Linked DNA regions of Rattus norvegicus: region 1 is linked to region 2. A link is a contact called in public Hi-C data. All regions are on one chromosome and are shown on one strand. Each heading gives the region's core, a stretch centred on a gene start, on an enhancer-like site or on the middle of the called end of the contact. The rest is flanking DNA. Distances are from core to core; before and after follow the strand shown. Region 1 overlaps Phldb2 (pleckstrin homology-like domain, family B, member 2). Region 2 holds the start of Phldb2 (pleckstrin homology-like domain, family B, member 2).

The links. A called contact is a pair of places that touch in the nucleus more often than the background predicts.
Region 1: a contact with region 2 is called in a Hi-C map of the A7r5 cell line, with 4 times the contacts expected there. The contact joins the enhancer-like site here to the promoter of Phldb2 in region 2. A contact is called at or near these places in 4 of 12 Hi-C or Micro-C datasets (the A7r5 cell line, the Rat2 cell line, hepatocytes and 1 more).

The regions. Positions count from the first base shown.
Region 1 is chr11:68,385,500-68,390,910 of GRCr8, reverse strand. The region is part of intron 1 of Phldb2 (pleckstrin homology-like domain, family B, member 2); the gene reads right to left. Among named protein-coding and RNA genes, the nearest start is that of Phldb2, 66 kb to the right of the region's middle. Within about 2 kb of position 1,615, at least 14 of the 93 cell types and tissues checked have an H3K27ac peak or open chromatin away from gene starts, as enhancers often do. A contact at or near this core is called in the A7r5 cell line and liver, where this site is marked.
Region 2 is chr11:68,319,434-68,324,390 of GRCr8, reverse strand. Phldb2 (pleckstrin homology-like domain, family B, member 2) reads right to left here and starts at 2,653. Exons shown (of 16, transcript XM_063270861.1): 1 at 2,413-2,653.

The sequences.
Region 1 (5,411 bases), core at 366-2,865, 68 kb before region 2:
TCTCAGAGGCTGAACATACATGGACATAGGCCTCTCCACTCAAAAGTAGATGTGCAGCTTGGTCTTCATATGGGTCTCAGACAACTGGAACAGGGTCTGTCCCAAAACATATTGCCTATATGTGGGATATGTTCTTCTAGCTGGGCTGCCTTGTCTGGCCTCAATGGGAGAGGAAGCACCTAGCCTCACAGAGACTTGAAGTGCCAGGGCTGGGAAGATACCCAGGAGAAGGGAATGGGGGATGGATTGTAGGGCGGGTGATTGGGATGGGGCAATGAGCAGGATATAAAGTGAATAAGTAAAAAAAAAAAAAACCTTAAATTAAAAAAGTGAGTTAGCATTAAAGAAGAAGAACTCATCTTTAAAAAGAAAGAGGGGCCTAGTGACTGTGTGGCTGTCTATGGTAGAAAAGTGGTCAAGAGAGGCCTATGTGGTTTGGAAGTGGCCAGTGGTTGAATGCAGGCAGACTCTTCAGAATTACTGACATGCTGCAAAACCACAGGCTTGGAGACAGTATTTTCACAAGGAAGAGGTTGAGTACAGGTCACCCCCAGGCAGAGGAAAATATTTATTGTACTATTTAAAGTTGTTTTCCTTTCTTTAAACAAACTCTCCTTTAATTCCATAGTAGAATTTTCTTCTGGCACTTGTAGTTATGTGATTTTCCCAGGGATCCAAACATCACTCAAGTCTCCTGATCATTTCATAGGCAAACAGCCAATATTGTGCTCCATTTTATAAGGAGATAGCTGGTCAATGAGTAAATGAATTAACTAGCACTGTGCCAGTAAGTTATGACTGGACATTCATATCAGCTAGGAATTATGATTTATGAATACAGCAAATCCTTGATTAAATAACTATTAGTTCCTTTTACAAAGTTCAGAGTGAGGCCTTACATTTACTGGGAAATATAGCTTAAGTATACATCTCAAACAAATATATTATTTACATGTATATATCAATTTTAATAAAAAATCTTCATTTTGTGATATCCTTTTTGTTTAAGCACTAGTAACAAGACATTGAATAATTTGATTATTATTATATTAGTCATGAAAATTGCAACATTATGGTAGCTGGAAAAGTCCTTAGCATTCGTAAGAACAACTATTCATTCTACAAACTTTTTGAAGACTCGAGGCTTGTCCAGGCTTCACAAGCAGGTAGAGCTTTTAGTTAGAGGAACATCCTGTGTCATCTCCCACTTCATACTCATGAGACATTCACTTACCACTCCAGGCCATGTATTTAAACACCTAACTCTGACTGGGAGCTGGTGAGGCATCAGAGGGCCGGGAGGTGGAGGAAAGCCTCTTTGCAAATGGAAATAGTCCTTGTCACCCACAAGGAATCCTCCTGCATGAGCGTGTAATTATCTAACTATTAGAAAAACGAGCAAGTCATGACATACGTGGGTTCTGCAGTGTATGTCTTCCTAAGTTGTCAGAAGTCACGGACTGGTTAAGACAACTTAGCCTACAACGGAGAGATCGTTGACTGGAATCTCCCAAATAAATCCTGCTTTAATTCAGTCGTGTGTGCTTAGCATTACTACCACCAAGTAAAGTTTTTGCAATCCTCCTTACCCAGGAACCTTCTCTGACTAGTGAGGTCAGAATTTCTGGGCTCAGGACCAGGCATAGGTAATTTTTAAACACTTCCTAGCTGATGTGAAGGTCCAGTCATAACTGAGAGCTACTGAGTGAGGCGTAAAATTAGGCAAAGCAAACAAAATCAAAACCCAGAATAAAGATAAAAGAAAAAAAAGGAAAGAAAGCAGTATCTTCCCTCTAGCAAGGAAACGGAGCAGTGTTCAGCTAACTATACTAAACGAATCACCCCCCTGACAGTGCGTCTCTGAGATGCATTCTTTTTTAAAATGTAATGAGTCAATGTTTAAAGTCGATTCCTTAGTTATTAGATGAACTATATTTCTCCTTAAGCTATTCGTCTCAACAAAATGTGCTTTAAATGACTTTCTAGCCAGCAGTAACTATCATTCACTGATGATGGGGAAGAAATGTTTTTAAAGTTTGTCTAGCCCTGTGTCATGAACTTTGTATATTAATTAATTCCTCACAACAGAACTATGCAGTGGGCATCATTATCCTCACAGTATAGGAGGATAGCTGAGGTTCAAGGTGTTTAGTGGGTTGTGTAGACTACAGAGCTGAGATCACAGCATCTCTGATGCCCAAGCATGGTATTTCTGTATTGGTTCTCTGGTTCATCAGAGCGTGGTGGTGGTATTGTGTCCCAGTGCCCTACTGAGGATCTACAATGCACGCTTTGCTCTGGGCTTCGCAATAACATGGGGTCTTTAGCAAGTTCTTCTTTATTCTGACTCCAATTTTCTTCATCTTAGGAACTCAAAAAGATCAAAGGATAGAAAAGAAGCTGGTGATCATATTTTGTTTGACCTCTTTAAAAGGAAGGAGACTCTAGAGAAGGGGATGACAGGTGTTTAAAGATCGGAGTAGTAGGAGGATTAACATAGAGGCACAAGGAAATGAATTCCTTCTAAACCTGATTGTGGGCATAGGCACATAAATGTACACATTTACCAAAAAAAAAAAAAAAAAAAAACATACAGCTGTCTGCTTAGGATAGGAGAATATTACACCATGCAGACAGTCTCTCATTTTGATGGTTCAACATTATGTTTCAGAGTTACAATGACATGGAAATGTATTCATACAACCATTCTGAATTCTGTTTTCAGTACATTATTCAATAAACCACATTGGACAGATGCTTTATCATAAAGTAGGTACTGAATTAGAAAATTATGTCTTACTCTAGACGAATGGTTCTCAACCTATGAGTTGTGACCCTTTTGAGGGGTTCAATGACCTTTTCACAGGGGTCACATATCCAATATCGAGTATATCATATATTTACATTGTGATACAGGCAGTAACAAAATTAAAGTTAAGAAGTAGAAACAAAAATAGTTTTATAGTTGGGGTGTGGGAAAGGTCACCACAATGTGAGGAACTGTATCAAAGGCCGCAGCATTTAGGTTGAGAACCACTGCTCTAGAGTAACTTAAGGCCTCAGTATACTTAGTGTCAGAGAGGCTAAGCTGTGATATTCCGGAAGAGCCATGCTGTGTTTTCTCTCATTTGTGGTTCCTATGTTTCATACGTCTACTTAAAATCATAAACACGTATATGGGAGTAAAGGTGAAATTGTCAAGATATGAGAGAAGGTAGGTGCTGGGATATGATGTGCATCTGTGCGTGTGTGCGTGCGAGCGTGCGAGCGTGCATCAGTGTGTGCATGTATTGCTGCAGACTTTTTAAAAAAGACCTGAATTCCATTCCCTTCTTGCCTCCTCCCTACCCCACACCACAGACACTGATAACTGACTGGCAAGATGAAGCCCCATTTAGTTATCTTTAGCTCATTGAAAACTGCTTCAAAGGCCAGTATCCAAGCTTGGTATGTTCTCACAGTTCAAATTCCTGGATGTCTAGCTGCTGGTGGTGGGGCTATTTCTGAGCCATCCCAGAGGTTTTGCCAGCAGAGGAAGTTGTACCCTGGAGGGAGGCTCGGTCAGACTGGAGCTCACAGGAACACTACAAGCCTGGCTACGGCAGAACTGGTCTTGGGATTGAAGAGAATTTAGTAGTCATAACCTTACATTCCATTCCATAACAATCACAGAGGGAGAGACACTCTGATCCAAACCAGAGTTGAAAAAACCACAGAAACGTTGGCTAGTCGCTGCACTCTTAGCTTCTCAGCAGAAAGATGGGCCCTTTGTGTTAGTGTTCTCTATTCCCAGGTAGCATTTGGTTCCTTATTTTAAAGTCAGAGCATGATTCTACAGAATCATGGACAGAAGCCATAGTTCTTCTGTATCTGGAGATGGCTCAAAAATATGCTCCTGGAAAAACTTTTTACAACTGAGTTCTAGCTTCCATTGGGATCCCCTTATACAATATTCCTTTTTTTAAAAAGATTTATTTTATTTTTTCCACGTATATAAGTTCACTGTTGCTGTCTTCAGACACACCTGAAGGGGACATTGGATCCCATTATGGATGGTTGTGAGCCACCATGTGGTTGCTGGGAATTGAACTCGGGACCTGTGGAAGAGCAGTCGGTGCTCTTAACCATTGAGCCATCTCTCCAGCCCCACAATATTCCTTTAAAAAGCAAATCTTCTCTTTCTTTTTCTAATGTCAACTACAATTTAACTATTTTGATAAATCCTTCAAAGAAGAGCCTTAAGTTTAACCTTTTTTGAGAGAGCAAAAAGAAAATAAGAAAGCTTGCATTCCCATGTTCCCATCATCCATACCTCTGGGCAAGAAAAATAAGTCCAGAGAAGATTGATTCCATTGGAGGAGAAAAAGAGAAGGAAAAAAAAGAAAATGAAACTAGGAGCTACAAGGTGAAAATGTAAATGCTATGGTCTTTTCCTTTCCTTTAAAACAGAAAGAAGCACAATGCTTGCCTCCCTCTCCGGACTGTTCCTATGCCCCACAAATGAGGACAAGCTGGGATTGCTCTTATTAGGCCAATTAGTAGGAGTTAATGTTTTCCCTGAAGGACAAATACCAAGCATTTCACAAGAGGTCACAGGTCATCTGCTCTGGCTTAGAAACCTATGTAGCCGGAGAAAGCAGCAAATATCCCAGGGTCTCTTGCAGAACTGCAGAAACAGAACTAGAGGTTACTAGGTATTTTGGGTGTCCGGGCAAGAGTTGGCGTGCAAAGGTTACCGATGGTCTCTAGGGTAACAGAAAATGAGGAGTTTTCTGGAAGGTTTTCATCTAGTTGATCCTCTGCTTAAATAGCCCCTAAGATAGGTTAGAGCCACCAGAACCCACTGTAGCTACTGTCTTGGTCCAAGAGGCTTCTCAGCTGCCCGTTCAGTGCTCTGTGGAATCTTACAGGTGGAGGCACCCCGCAGAGTTCTAGAAGATCACCTTACAGACTGGGAAAGAACACAGTTAGGAGCCAAGCGTTTGATGTTAGGCTCAGCGTCACAGGTGTTCAGAAATTTGGCATTTTAAACATGTCATTCGTATGTCTCAATGCCAGTTTATTGCCTTACATTGAGCTATAATTCACTTACTCTCAATAGCCACGCTTTTCAAAAAATGAACGGTCCAGTGGTTTTTATCTTGACAAAGTCACATAACAGTGACCTGTCTAATGATTACTCTGAAAACACTGGAATAAACCCATATTCTTCAACAGCCCCTCCCTGTTTTTCCAACCGCCTAACTATACACAACCCCAAATCTGCTTTCTTTCTCTGCAGACTTGTCTCTTCTGGATGTTTTGTGTAAATGGAGTCATGTACTACATGATCTTTTGTGCCTGCTTTCTTTCACTTAACACAACATTTCCCAGGTTCATCTGTGTGGCAATGTGTAACAAAGTTTTGTTTT
Region 2 (4,957 bases), core at 1,404-3,903:
TATTCTTTATAAGACTTGCCATATTCTTGGAGTCTCTTCACAGCAAGAGAAACCTTAAGCCAAGACAGACTCCAGGCTAATGTGTATCAATGTAGTCGGTTATATTGGAGCTTTAACAGAATGGATTGCTAATGGCTCCTGACTAGTAAAAGCCTCATTTTACCAAATCCCTGGGTTTAGATGAGGAGGCATTAGCTGGAATACATGAAATGGTAAACTTTTGAGGTCCCAGAAACACAGTAACATTTCCTTTTCTGGCTAACACTTCCAGCAGGGACCGCTGGGTTTGAGGGCATGAAATGAAAGGGCTGAGTCCTAAGTTCAGAATGAACTAAGTTCACTAGAATCCAGAATGCTCTAGTGACTGTTACACCTGGCCGGACATCCTTTTTCTCTCTGCTGGTTTCCTTTTCTTATCTTCTATCTGAGAGGCATGAAATTGGCTGCTTTTGCCATTCTGTAGTAGCGACACCCACTGGCCTTAGGTAGAGCACAGCCACAGACTAGTGCAGAATCTGGGTTGGTGAGCATTGCTTGTTTACCTTGCTGGCTTGGCTCTCTGGAATGTGTTACTGTGTGTCCTCAAGTGTTCTGAGAGACTCGACTTTGACTCAGGAGAAAGACAACAGGTTGGGAACAAGGTAGAAATGAGTTTGATTCTGGCTGACCACGGCATTGTCAAGGAAAAAATTAATTGACTTTCACGGGTCTAACTTTCTAATGTGTACAAAAAATGACAGCGCCTACACTAAACTAGTCAGTCTTAACAATAATTTCTCTTTAGCTAATGTACAATGCACAGAAGAGCCTGATCTACTGCACTGACGTTTTTCTCAGTATGAGCTAGATGTTACACAGAGAAGATATGTAAGCACAAGAAGGCAGTCTGCAGCATGTAGGCAAATCTGCCGGTTTATTTGAATGCACTGAAGCCTTTGCCCACCTCTGTCACTTGTGCTATTTACAGACACACTTGAGGTTACAGCTACAGATACACTTAACGTTTTGCAGAGCATCATCACAAAATTCACAAATGGTTATTTTCCAAGACACTCCTGGGAGGTGGCTCAGACATGGTCCAAATTTCAAATGGGGTTTAATGTCTGCGGTGGTCTCAATTCCTGCATCTAATTAACTGCCAAGCCACTAAAAATTCCAGTCACAGTCCTCACCTGGGGGTATTCACCTCCTAGCCATAAATGATTGACCAAATAAGTATCACACATCACTTTGCAGTGCATGGGTCAATCTGTTTCCTAAATGGAGTTCAGAAGAATCGGGCACCACCACCACCACAAACCACCTGAGTAATAATTGTAAGAGCTAGAAATCATTACATAGGCCTACCAGGTCTGTGTAGTCACGATAAACCACTCCTCCAACTAGTGGGGTTACATTCAGACCAAAGAAGAGTGAATCGTATTTGTTAAAAATAAAGTTTTTGGAATGTGTAAAATTGAGGACATTTCTATCCCCTTCCGATTGTTTCTAGATACTCTTCTCTCCTCCAAGAATAAGCTATTGTCTTGTTGGATCATTCAACTACCTTTCCTGGGTCTCCAGTGACAGCTGAGGCTCTCTCTAAAGCTACAACTTTTTGTGCTTCAGGTGAAACGAGGCTTTGGTCCTGTGAGTGAGTCTTGATTGAGTTAATGAATCACTGAGCTGATATGGTTCCTGGGTGCTTACCACTCTGGAAAGAACAAAGACGTATAGGGGTTAGAAAAGCATATGGGCTCTTGCTGGCTTCTGTGAATACTTTCTATATAACAATGTGTATATGTATGTTTTGTGGGGGCACTCAGTCAGGCAAGGACTTTGGTGGTCCTCCTTTACGGGTAAGAAACAGTGCTGAGTCAGTAAATGATTGACCTGGCTGCTCTGGTGATAAGCTTGGGTAAATAGGCTTGATTCTGCTCCAGGAATGGCGGGACTTTTTAACCCCTTAGGTTCCAAAGCACGAAAGTGTGATTTCCTGAGAAATCTTGTCACTAGAAGTTAACAGTCTTCGGAATTATATGCACTGTCTTCTCTGGCATCATCTTGTAGGCAGAAAGAAACATATAAAAGCAAAGTTCTGGAGCCAAGAGCTATGTTGGTGGAATCACCATCAATGGAAACTTGTCAATCAATCACAGATAGGATATTCTATAATGAAAGGGGGAAAAATCTCCACAAAACTTGAAACTTGTAGCGGAACAGTCAACAACTTTCAGAGGTGAGAGAAGATAGTAGAAAACACAACTTGCCTTCCAGGTTATATTAATGGACAAGAAACTGAATTTTCCTGACATACAGGGATATCTACCACCTCTCCTTCAGCAGGCAAATGTCAAAGATGGCCTAGTTATGAGGTTAGGCAAGGTATTTGTTCTGTGATCTTGAGAGAAGGAACAATGGTTGGTTACCTACCTCCTTTGTTACTTTCCTATCCGGTGTCTTTTCTGGCTTCCTTCCCAGCTCAGCTGGAGAGTCTAGGGCTGAGGCAGAAGCTTCCACTCTTCCTCAAGAGAGAAAGGGAGGTAACCCTTTGCCTCCTTCTCTGCTAGTCACAGGCAGCAACTTTCTTATGGTCAGGCGTGTGGACAGATGTGAAGGAGGGAATCTCTGCTGGTCTCTGCTGCAGACCTGACCAATCAATACACACCAGGCCTACTCAAATCCAACCAGAGAGCTGGATGGCAGAACCGGAGAGCAGGACCGGGAGGGGTTGGCAGAAAGCAGAGGCTGAGAGCTGTAGACAATCTGCTGAGATTACTTTGACACTGGGTCTGCAGACAAGAGGTCTTGAGAACAATAGGAGAAAGGAAAGCTTTAACGCTGCTATGTCTTAATGGCCTCAGAAGGGAATTTGGAAGATCCTTTATTAACCCTCTAGTTTAGTAATAGAATTTCTTCTATTGAGTTTTTCAAGAACCGTCTTACAGTTCTTTGAAGAAATAGGGTTGTATGTATTGAAAATGTGGTATATGTTGGACACATCACCTATGTTACAGTTTTATGGTGAGAGAGAAAAGGCTCAATGGAGTGCTGGTTGCACAATGAGAAGGAGGTGCTAAAACTGGGATTAGAACCAGCTCTGCTCTCAAAGTAATGCCAGCAGTGATCTTCCCATGACATAGTCTAAAATAGGCTAACATCTCCCTGACGGTGTCCAGGTCTGATTTGCAGAACTGTGAATATGCTACCTCATAGCAGAAGTTTTCAGCCTGTGGGTCATGAACTCTTTGGGGGAGTCACATATCAGGTATACTGCATATCAAATATTTATATTGTGATTCATAACAGTAGTAAAATTACAGTTGTGAAGTACAGTGAAAATTTGTTATGGTTGGAGATCACCAACCCATGAGGAATTGCATTAAAGGGTCACAGCATTAGGAAAGTTGAGAACCAGTGCATTACATAGTAAAGATGAACATTGCATACTTTATTATGTTGTATGTTGTATGTGGGGGGAGGGGGAGAGGAAGCGATGGAGGAGGGGGGATTAATTTACTTAGGATTACATACAGGAATATAGACTACTCATCAGTGATTACACCACTAAAGGAAATGCTTCTCTAGTTTCCAGCAGCCACTGATTGCTAATAGTTCTTTAGAAAATGGTGGGATCTTCTGCATGAAGGAACCTGAGATGGGAGCTTATTGTAATCAGAAGCTTTTTTCAATCAGAATCTTATATATTCATAAGAGGTTAAAATCAAAAGCCATGTAACGTCAGAGTCAGAGTCAAATATTAAAAATGCAATGTTAACTTGCTGGAGATGGACAAAGATCCTAAGTCAAGGAATTTAGATACCTTCTAGATGAGAGAGAGAGAGAGAGACAGAGAGAGAGAGAGAGAGAGAGAGAGAGAGAGAGAGAGAGAGAGAGAGAGAGAGAGAGAGAGACTGGTCTTAATGGTTCATTTTAAACCTTTGATTTGAGACCTGTAAGATAAAGAATGTGTGTTGTTTTGAGTTTTCAAGTTAGGTACAATTTGTTGTGGCAAGAGGTCAGTGATAATGCATGCCTTGCTTTATAATAGTGGGCTGTTTTTAAACCCTTCCACAAGGGAATGCTTTTATTCATCTAGTCTCTATTTTTTTTTGAAATGGTAACCCCTTTCCCTGGTTATTCACCACAACCATGCTGTCAGGGGAGACAGCTGGAAATGGTAGGAAATAGCACCAGGAAGAGACTCAGAGCTTGGACTTTGTTCTTTCATCCTTTCTCTACCTACTGCCTGAGAACTCTGAAACTTTGAAACTTAAATCTGTACTGGAGAGATGACTCAGCAGTTAAGAGAATGGGGCTGCCCCTTTCAGAGGACCTGGGTTCGGTTCCCAGCACACAAGTGGCCACTAACAACCACGTACAGCTAACATTCCAGGGTATTCACTTCCCTCTTCTGGCATCTGCTGGCACTATGCATGCATGTTGTGTGCAGATATATACAGGCAGAACACCCATACACATGAAATAATAATTTTAAAAGTCCTTAAATCTAAGTCATGTAACAACTTGGAAACATTAAAGCTATCTACATTGTTTCCATTTTATAGCTCTACTCCATACTGCTCATGTGACATGACTTCTGGATCCTTCTAGTTATGATGTGAGGAGCTCTGATTTACCCACTTCCCTCTGAGAGGGAGTGTCCCTCCCGTGAGCCTGCTACCCGGTCTCTACAGTTCATCTAACTATTCCATAAGATTCTTCAGACTTAACTTAGTCTTTCTACCTGATTTTTTTCTCACTTTACCTCTCAAAAGAGTGCCAATACTGAACAAATTAGCATGTGTCTTAATTCTTTTTAGTAGGGAGGACCAAACTTTTCTAGTAGTAGTCTAAATTAGCCATACTTGTTTGCTTAGCAGAATTTAAGTGATAGATAATTCATTTCATACCTACTGAAATGCAATGGTTTATAGCTTTTTAGAGTCATACATAGATCATTTCTTCATTTATTTTA